2 separate regions of the Mus musculus genome follow, and region 2 is linked to region 1. The links are chromatin contacts, called in public HiChIP or PLAC-seq maps. All regions are on one chromosome and are shown on one strand. The core of a region is the stretch at or near the end of the contact, and the rest is flanking DNA. Distances in the headings are between cores, read along the strand shown.

Region 1 (4,986 bases), core at 153-2,652:
CATGCCAATAGTGGAGAGCTTTCCTCTCTGAGCGACTGAGTACATGGTGCTTTTCCACATTTACAACTGTGATGTTTGTTCCGGTGGCCCTGGTTCCTCTGTTTTCTAGATATATAAGGCCCCCTGCATTGCCCACATGTGGCAACTGGAAATAACCCCACACTGGCAGATGGTCCTGGAGGAAGGAAACTGTTCTCACTGCCTCCCATTCTCTCCTAACATGACATCTAGGGTTATGTTAGCAAGTGATAAAGAAAAACTGGCGAATCAGTACTGCTTGGTGTCTTTTATTATTTAAAAATTTATTTTATTTTTTGCTGGGCCTAGGACTACATCTAGAGTGCTCTGTTATGCTCAGCAAGTGCATCTTTATTTCATCCCTGGCCTCTTGCCTGGTAAATTTTAGTGTTGCTCATGTGAGAATTTAAAGCTTCTCAAATAGTCTTGTTATGTCCCCCACACACATCCTGTGTCACTGAGGGGCAGTGGTGGACAGGCAGAGTTTGATAATTGGTGTCTTCCTCTTACAGTGTACCTTATTTTTTGAGACAGGCTCTCTTTTTGAACCTGGAGGTTGCTGGTTTGGCTAGACAGTCTGGTCAGCAAACCCCAGGGTTCCTCCTGCCTGGGATTATAAACCGCCACTGCCCTTGATTTTCTTATTTTTCTTCTCTTTTCTTTTTTTCTTTTTTTGTGGGTGCTGGGGATCAGATTCGGGTGTTGATGTTTGCAAGCACTGCTCACTACGCCACCTTCCCAGCCCCTACACTTTTTGGTCAGTTTTTGTTTTTTCCATTAATTTACTTTTTCATTTTACATCCCAATTGCTGCCCCCTGCTCCTGGTCTCCTCCAAGTCTCTCTCCCTACTTTCACATTTTAGCTGCTTATTTCAACCAGTCTTTGAGCTATTTGAGACTAGAATTTTGTGGGTAGGCTCAATGAAAGCCTGTTTTACTGTGAGCCTCTAAAGTCCTCACATATTTATGACCGGAGCTAGAAATGTTAGTGGGTCTGCTTTACAGAGCAGGAGCCAGAAAGGATCCTTTTGGGCCCCACCCTCTCTAATTTTAGGTACTCATTCTGCCTTAGGCTCTGCCGCTGTGACCCTGTTAGCATGGACTTTGTTTTAGCTCCTTTTCTGCTTGTGACCGATGGCTGCAGTTGGAAGTTAGGAGGAATAAACTGACTTGTTCTTGTCAGTGAGTAAACCACTCCAGACAAACTTTAGTAAGAATGGGAGGAGGGAGCCAGGGAGAGAGGGACATCTTTCTCAATTGGTAGCTGAAGAAAAAAAAGGGAACAAGGCTCAGCTGACTTCGGCACCCTTGCAGACTTTTGTGTCCACACTGGCAGCTTGTCTGCTGAGAGCTCTGCATTGAGGATGGTAGCCTCTGTTTTTGCCCCAAAGCAAACAAGATGGCACAACCTGCCACAATGGGGACTGGGGCGAGAGTGAGGTCATTTGAGCCACTCACTGTGGTGCTTCTTTGGGACTTTGTATCTCTTTGAGAGAAAATATGTCAGACTTTTCAAGTAACTTGCTTGCTCTGGTTTGTCCATGGGAGAGGCCTGATGGTAAAAGGCAATGAGGGTTACCCTGCCTGGGAACGGTTAATTTGCCAGTACATGCTGGAGGCCTGCCTGGTTGCCTGTTTCCATAAACACTGTCATTTCTAGCCTTCATTGATACTGTTTTATTCAAAGTACTTTTAACCTCCTTAAAACTTCCTCTGCTTTTTGATAGATGGCCGTGAATTTGTATAGAATTGTTCTACTGTGAGTCTCGCCTGTATGTATGTTTGTGTGCCATGTGTGTGCAGTGCCCTTGGAAGTCAGAATTAGACACTAGATCCCATGGAACTGGAGTTACACATGGCTGTGAGCTCCATGTGGGTGCTGGGCAACAAACCCATTCGTATGGAAGAGAAGCAAGTGCTGTTAGTCACTGAGCCAACTCTCCAGACCCCCACCTTTTGATTTTTGTTGCCGTTGCTGCTGTTTTGGGTATAGGGTTTCTGTAGCTTTGGTTGTCTGGTCCTAGGCCAGTTGTGTGGACCAGCTGGCCTGAATCTCACAGAGATTATCCGCCTCTGAGCCACCACATCTGATTTTTATTTTTAAATTGTTTTATGTGATGAGTGTATCTTGCTTATATACACCCCATGCATGCCTGGTGTCTGTGGAGGCCAGAAGAGGGTGCTGGATCTCCTGGACCTGTGGTTGCAGTGGTTTTGAGCTGCCATGTGGGCACTGGGAATAGAATCCAGGTCCTCAGCACAAACCAGGAGTCTGGTGACTGCTGAGCCCCTCCAGTCCACCCTGCCCCCCACTTTTGACTTAAAAAAGAAATTTGGCTTTGTAGTTTCTTCTAAGTTAAAAAATAAGAAGCTGGCAGTGGTGACATATACTTTTAATCCCAGCACTTGGGAAGCAGAGGCGGGCGGATTCCTGAGTCGAGTGAGGCCAGCCTGGTCTACAGAGTGAGTTCCAGGACAGCCAGGGCTACACAGAGAAACTCTATCCTAAGAAAGCACAAAAACCAAACAAAGCTAAGCAGGAATCTTGTGTGAGAGCCGTGTTGTCGTTCCCAGCAGCTTGCCTCTCTGCAGCGTGCTGGGCTCCTGTGCCCACCACTGGCACTGACATGGTCCCAGGGCAGGACAGGGTCTATTCAAGTCACTCGAGAATGTGGTTGATGCAGTGGTTTTCTGGCTTAGAGTCTGTAATTAGATGAAGCTCCTAATAAACCTTACTCAAACAGATCCCTGCTTTGTTCTAATTAGGAGAAAGAACCAGCAACAGTGAGAAATCCCTCCTGTCAGTCAAGTGAGGGGAAAGTTTGTCTCCTCAGTCTGCTGCCTTTAACAGCAGCAGTTCCTGGTGTCACTCTCCAGGTTGCTTTCAGCTTCTCACAGACTCGAGGCCAGAGGCCATTACCATGTCCTATAAATGTTAATAAGCATGACATATTGCCAGTTCTCTGTGCAAAATGAACACATATCGCATGGATATTGTAAGTCATTAAGTCACTGAAGGATCTGCAGGCCAGGACATGGCAAACCTACGAAGGAGCCCTAAGCCTTGTAACTGACAGTGTAATACATGTTGCACATGTGGCTTTGTTACCTGAGAGAGTGCCAGAATTGACTGCACTCAGCAGTCACTTTACCCCCTCTACAGTTTAGCTTTTTTCCTTTCTCTCACTACTTTTAGGTAGATCTTTAGATTTTGTAGCACTGACTTAGCTACACTGAAAGCTGTTTATCTGTAAGTTGTTCATTTTTGTTGAGTAGCCGTGTCCCACATTGAAGTGTGAGTTCCGGTTGCGTCTGCTGCTCTCTCTGGAGCCAGATACTGAACAAGAACTGGTTTCTGCTCTCAGTTCTTCTTCTCTCCATATCTGCAGTCAGACCTGCTCAAGGCCCTACATTACCTCCTCCAGTGCAGCTGCAGGGAAGGGTGAGCTCTAGTGCTCCTCGTTAGGCTCTGCTCCTCAACTGGCTGTCCCACCTGACAAGCATTCCAGAGGTGGTGGTGGGACCATTTACCTTTAGGAAGCAAATTGCCATATATACCTGTATATCCCAGAGAGGGAGGTCTGTTTGGATGTGGGGTAGACAGGCCTCAGTTGCAAGACCATTTAGAAGTCATGAGAAAGAGAAGTGGTTGCTGCTGTGATCTAACCCTTTCTGTTTCAGAGAGAAATGAACAGGAAATACCATTTGGGGTGGTCATTGTATCAAAGTTCTGCCTTTTAACAATGTTTTATACCAAGCAAGGGGTGGGTGGCCAGATTTACTACAAGACCAGTCATTAACAAATTCATTAATCTTTATTGAAGTTTTAAAATTTTTGTTTGTTTGTTTCTTGAGACAGGGTTTTTTTGTGTAGCTCAGGCTGTCCTGGAACTTGCTCTGTAGATCAGGTTGGACTCAAACTCAGAGATCTGTCTACTCTGTCTCCTGAATGGTGGGATTAAAGTTGTACACCACCACTGCACAGCCTTTTTTTTTTTTTTTTTGGTTTTTTTTTTGGTTTTTTGAGACAGGGTTTCGCTGTATAGCCCTGGTTGTCCTGGAACTCACTTTGTAGACCAGGCTGGCCTCGAACTCAGAAATCCGCTTGCCTCTGCCTCCCTAGTGCTGGGATTAAAGGCGTGTGCCTCTTCTTTCCTTTTCCTCCCCCTTCCCCTCCCCTCCCCTCCCCTCCCCTCCCCTCCCCTCCCCTCCCCTCTCCTTTCCTTTCCATATCCTCTCTGGTGGTGTTCTTAGTTTGCAGCACTGGGGATGGAAACCAGGACTTAATGTACCCTAGGTAAGGGTTGTCTCAGTAAACATCATTCCTAGTCCTTGTTCTTGCTCTTTGTAAGACATAATTAATCACTTCCTGGGTTACCGAATTTGGTTTTTTTGTTTTTTGTTTTCTTTTTTCAGTCCTTTCCACTTCAGTTTCCTTTCCAAGGAGAAAAATCCAAACTTACTTTGTGAATGAGTCAGCTGTCAGCAGGGTTTAGTTTGAGTTAAGTTTCTGTCTGAGCAAGGCCTGTCTCTCTGGGCTGAATCTGTCCATCCTCCCCTGTCCCCTGAGGGCTTGTGCAGACACAGGTTTTCTGGTGTTTGTACTGCTGAAAGGGGAGCTGTGGCTCAAGATAGAGATTTTCAAACTGCTAAGAATAGAGGTTCAATATACAAGTTCTAGAGAATTGCCTTTATGGTGTTTTGTTTTGTTTTTGTTTTATTTGTTTTTTGTTTTGTTTTGTTTTTTTGTTTTGTTTCGAGACAGGGTTTCTCTGTGTAGCTCTGGCTGTCCTGGAACTCACTCTGTAGACCAGGCTGGCCTCGAAATCAGAAATCCGCCTGCCTCTGCCTCCCGAGTGCTGGGATTAAAGGTGTACGCCACCAACGCCCGGCTTTGTTTTTGTTTTAAAGACAAGGTTTCCTTGTATAGTCCTGGCTGTCCTGTTCTAGTCCAGGCTGATCTTGAAT
Region 2 (4,954 bases), core at 2,187-4,686, 360 kb before region 1:
TAAATGTTGGAAACGTCCTGTGGCCACTTATGATGAACAGGCCAAGCCATACTGTCCAGGTCTCCTGCCCGCTGCTTCTTTCAGTAGGACTGAAGTGTAACTCAACATTTTAACATTTCCTACTACATTTTTATGTGAGAGACAGTACAGTTTCTGGGTGAGATCTGGAAAATACAGGTTCACCTGTTTTCCAAACAGTAAATCCTTTAGCCCTGAGTCACCTCTCTAGCACCAAGATTTATTTATTTATATTTATTTGTATATTTATGTATGTCTGATTATGTATGTAGAGGAAATCAGATCCCCAGGAGGGGAACTGAACTCAGGCCCTCTGGAGCAAGCAACAGTGCACATTTGTATCCACTGAGCCACCTCCAGCTCCTGAAGTGTGTAAATACAGAGGTTACAGCCGCGCATCTCTGCAGAGACAGGGACTGAGAGTTCAAGGCCTGTCTGGAGCTCCGTAGTGAGACCACATCAATCAGTGTGACACTTAGTAGGTGCTCAGAAAGCATTTGTCAAGCATTTGTCTCGCATCATGAACCTGTTTCCTGTCCCTCCAGCGTGTTTCCAGCACAGGCCACTCAGGATGGGTTTCTCTGTACCAGCTTTGCGCTGGCCCCAGGCCTCTCACTCAGTTCATGGACTTTGGTGCTGGTGGTCACTGTTGTAGCCCTGGCTCCAGTGCCACCCGATGCTCTAGAAGGACTTGGTGGCAAGTGAAAGGGAGTCAGGGCGAGTCTGTGAGAGCCTGAGTGCTCCCTCTTGCTAGAGTATGCTGATGCCTTCTCACTAGTGACCTTCAAGGTAAGGAAGGGACCGAAGATTCAAACAGGAACATTATGGATCTGTTAAAATGCTGATTATGATCAAAAGTATGAATTGTAGCACAGTTTCAGAGTCATCATGCCCACTGAAGTCAGACGCGTGCTGCCTCTATGGGGGGACAGGTCTGTGGGCTGTTGACAAGTGGGAGGTTTCCCTCCTCCCAATTTAGGATTCAAGATGGATTTTAACTTTCAAACTCAGTAGAGCACAGCGTATGTTCAGTGTATGAAACCTGTGATCCTGCGTGTCTCAAGTGAATGCAATAGTGCCTTGTTTGATCCTTAAGCTCCAGTCGTGAAGGTAAAATAATGGATAAACATAAGGAAGACTACAAGCAGCTGTGGACATCATTTCTAGTTCAGCTGATGTCCCATGTTTCAGTGTTTTCAGGCTTGTCTTTGGGACTCAGACATGCTGCCTATCTTCCCTGAGTTTGTTTTTAGTTAAGGTTAAAGCTTGCCTGGAACTCATGGCAATCCTCCTGCCTCAGAATCTAGAGTGATGTACCTTACCATGCCTAGCCCAAAGTTTGCCTCACAAGACAATATTTGCTTAGGATCTGGAGTTCCCTGTTGTGCTTCTTGGAAGGAGAATGAAGAACCAAGCCTGTTATGAGGTTGCATGCCCGTGTGGGAAGCTAATCCTTTATTGAATCTAGTGCCCCATGCCCTATATTAATATGAGCACAAGGTAGGAAGAGTTCCATTTCACTGCAGCAAGGCCAGGGCCCATCATGGTTTTATCTGCAGGGCCTGCTGGATCCCCTCACTGCAAGGTTCTGTCCTGGGCTACCAGTGTGAGCCTGTGATAAGTGGGAGGGAGTCAAATGTTGCCTCGGTGTTTGTTTGCCTTTGTTTTGCTGTTGAGCTGTTGAGCCTGGCTTCTTTTCACTCTGGTTTAAAGCATTAGGAATCTTAAGATTTGTAGGAATTAGAATATTTGGATTTGTTTGAATTTCACTTGACACTGGGAAGATTAACTCGAGGTTAAGAGCTACTTTGGGGTCAAACTAATTTGTTTCCTTAGTAATTACTTTATTATAGAAAACTTCAAAGCTTCAATAAAGTCAGTAGCATAGTCCAGCATGTGACTAGGGACCTTATCATGAAATAAAGTAGAGGGGTCAGAAGAGCCCCCCCTCTGCCCCAGCAGAAAACAGAACACCAGTCTGGGGCCTGCGCATCTGTAATCTGGACTTTGGAAGCTTTGAGTGGTTGACTTCATATGGCCTGCCCACTCAGGTACTTATCTGTGAAAAAGGATGACAGACAGTGAGATATCTATTGTGTGTGGACGCTTGAAGTCCGGCACCAGTTCAGACAAATGTCCCCTTCCTGTCCCTATGCCCCAGCTACCGTACACAAAGGGACGAGGGATGGATGGGTGAGTGGGAGGGAGCTTCCTGCCTATGGATTAGAATCTACAGTGGGTGGTACATGCAAGGCCTGGAGCTCCTGATGTCAGTAAAATTCCCCCACCCCAGTCCTTGCAGTGTAGAGCTTCAGCAGGGGCCATGTCTCCCAGGCTGTGGCAGACCTGAAGGGAGGCGCTGCTCTAAGTACACACAGCACCTGGGTGCTGGCAAGCCCTTGGCCTTTTTTCTGAGAAGCTGTTGCTAATTTCTGCGGTGCTTAATTTACAGTAGCCTAGGGTAGGGCCAAGTCTGTGCTTGTATAGGAAAAGCCTGCCAAAGCACCTGCTACCCTGGCTCCCGCCCTTGGGGTTTATGTTCAAGATCCTTGCCCCGTGGCTACCAGTTAAACACAGATCTAATTTTAGTGTTCTTAGCTCTGTTAACCTATTAGTGTTAATTAAGACAGTAAAGCAGGTGGCATGGTCAGAGCTGATGGGTCAGGTTTGAATTGAAAGTTGGAAAACGGACTTTTCATTGGATTGTGACGCTTGCCAGAAGATTGTTGATGTAAGCTGTTATCAGTCATGGAACATTCTGGAGTGAATCATGTTTGATTAGGTTTTAACACGTTGCCATTCTTGTTCTGTTGCAACAATATTTTTTAAACCATTAAGTCAACTTTTAAGAGTGGTAAAGGAAAATGACACTAATTTATTCATAATCATCTCTGTTGCCCTGTTAATTTCTGTTTTCTATGAACACAGGTACTTCAGAAGGCTTGTGAGGCAAAGAAGGGGAGCAAGCGCGGCAGGGCTCGGTTTCTATAGAATACTACAGTCGGTCTGTCTGTCTGTCCGCCTGCCTCTCCCTCTCCCCTAAAGCTCTCCCCTTAGCTCCAGATCCTTTAGCCTCTGCCTCCAAAACAGCTTCTGCTGTAGTCTTTCTCTTCTGGCATAGCTGTTTCTCTTTTGTAATTATAAACATGGCATCTGCATAGAAGCTGGCTCCTGGTAAGGACTTGGAAACCATAAAGAAAGCACTGTCTTTACTTTATGTAAAATGTGTGATCCTTTGATGTCAGATCTACTTAATTTCATTCCTACTATTGAGAAAGTTGAGAATAAATGGTGTGGCATTCTGGGGTTAGTTTAATGTGGAAGTATAACAGTTTCTCTGCCTCCAACTCCCTGCAGCTGGGCGGACAGGGTGGGTGCGCCATCATAACTAGCCTTGCAGGAAGTGGGCATTCTGTGTTGGTCACCCGGCCTTTAATTCCCCAGAACATCTCCAGTTCACATGCTCCTTCTGCCTCCATCTCCTGTCTGTGTTAAGGCATGAGCCACTGTGACCGAACATGCTTGAGACTGTCGTAGTCTTCCCTGTGTCTCTCAGTGACCTGGATGTTTTGATTGCTTTCTGTGGACTGTTCACTTTTAGTCACCTTGAAGTAACAAAGAAACCACTTAGCCCACGCCTTTTCAAAGAGTCTTACATGGTGCGAGAACCTGCCTTGTTTATCCCTAGGTTGCCTTGTGGCCTCTCTGTTCCTTGTCATTCTACCTTCCTGATGCCTGCTTGCTATGAGACCTGCCATGAGTGTTTGCATCTGTCACCCAGGGGATTGCAGGTGCCTTAAACCTGGCAGCCCAGCAGCCAAGAAGTTACAGAGAATTTCCCACCAGGATTTCCTCCTCTGACTTGCATGGGGTAGAGCGGCCACAGAATCTCATAGGTCTCCGTTCAATCCCCTACTCTTGTGTCTCCGTCGATGAGACTGAGCCAGATGTTAAGGCAGTGCAATGCTCTAGTCGCTGGATTTGAGCCTTTTCACTAGAAAGAAGTCTAAACTAGGAAAAGCAGAAGCAGATGTGATGCAACAGCATGTAGAAGTGCTGGTGCTGGCTTGCTGTGACGTCTACTAAGCCCTGACTTCGTGAGGCAGAGCCCACACAGCCCTGTGCTGTCCATCCAACCCCATTTCCTGTGCAGATAAAGGGGCTTTGAAGTGAGAGGAGCAGAACTGCCTAACTTGTCTGGAAATGAGTGAAATGAGTCTTCCAACACACTTCCTGGCTAGCTCTTTAAGAGTCCTGATGGCAGCCAGGCGTGGTGGCGCACGCCTTTAATCCCAGCACTCGGGAGGCAGAGACAGGCGGATTTCTGAGTTCGAGGCCAGCCTGGTCTACAAAGTGAGCTCCAGGACAGCCAGGGCTATACAGAGAAACCCTGTCTCAAAAACCCAAAAAAAAAAAAAAAAAGAAAAAAAAAAGAAAAAAGAAAAAAGAGTCTGATGGCTGGAGGGCCACATAGTGTCTTCAGCTCCACTCTGTCACTGCCTTGTGTCCAGATACTTGGGAGGTATTTTCCAGGGCAAGGACTGATTGCTTTTGTGTCTTTGTCCCCCTTCAGGAACTTGGCAGTCCATCATCAGTGACAGTGGGGTGATGGTGGTGATATCAGATGGTTGTGGGTAAGGCAGAGGGCTTTGGTATGAACAGAAACAGCACACTGGACATACCTGTTTCTAGAATTCAGTCTTCAGTGAACAAGTAGAAGAAAAGCTTGGCAGGTGAGAACACACTGAAGACGGAAAGTGAACCCGTAGGACACAGCGTTAAACAGGCTAGCCACTGTCCAGCTCTTGGGGCAGCTGCAGTGCCTGGGCATTGGTTGCTGGGAGAGCCTGGTTATACAGAGAGAGGTAAATTGGGTAGGAAGGACATCCGGGTGCCTGAAGAGGAGGGTGCTAAAATCATTCACATAGGGGTTATT

What was found. HiChIP or PLAC-seq counts read pairs in DNA pulled down with a chosen protein or histone mark.
Region 2: a contact with region 1 is called in an H3K27ac HiChIP or PLAC-seq map of microglia, with 4 times the contacts expected there. The contact joins two enhancer-like sites. A contact is called at or near these places in 2 of 115 datasets of contacts at active chromatin or transcription factors (microglia and pancreatic cancer cells) and 1 of 9 other capture datasets (liver).

Annotation. Positions count from the first base shown.
Region 1 is chr2:166,972,872-166,977,857 of GRCm38.p6, reverse strand. The region is part of intron 1 of Stau1 (staufen double-stranded RNA binding protein 1); the gene reads left to right. Among named protein-coding and RNA genes, the nearest start is that of Stau1, 21 kb to the left of the region's middle. Within about 2 kb of position 1,402, at least 77 of the 459 cell types and tissues checked have an H3K27ac peak or open chromatin away from gene starts, as enhancers often do. A contact at or near this core is called in liver and microglia, where this site is marked.
Region 2 is chr2:167,334,418-167,339,371 of GRCm38.p6, reverse strand. All of the region lies in intron 1 of B4galt5 (UDP-Gal:betaGlcNAc beta 1,4-galactosyltransferase, polypeptide 5), which reads left to right. Among named protein-coding and RNA genes, the nearest start is that of B4galt5, 12 kb to the left of the region's middle. Within about 2 kb of position 3,436, at least 107 of the 459 cell types and tissues checked have an H3K27ac peak or open chromatin away from gene starts, as enhancers often do. A contact at or near this core is called in liver and microglia, where this site is marked.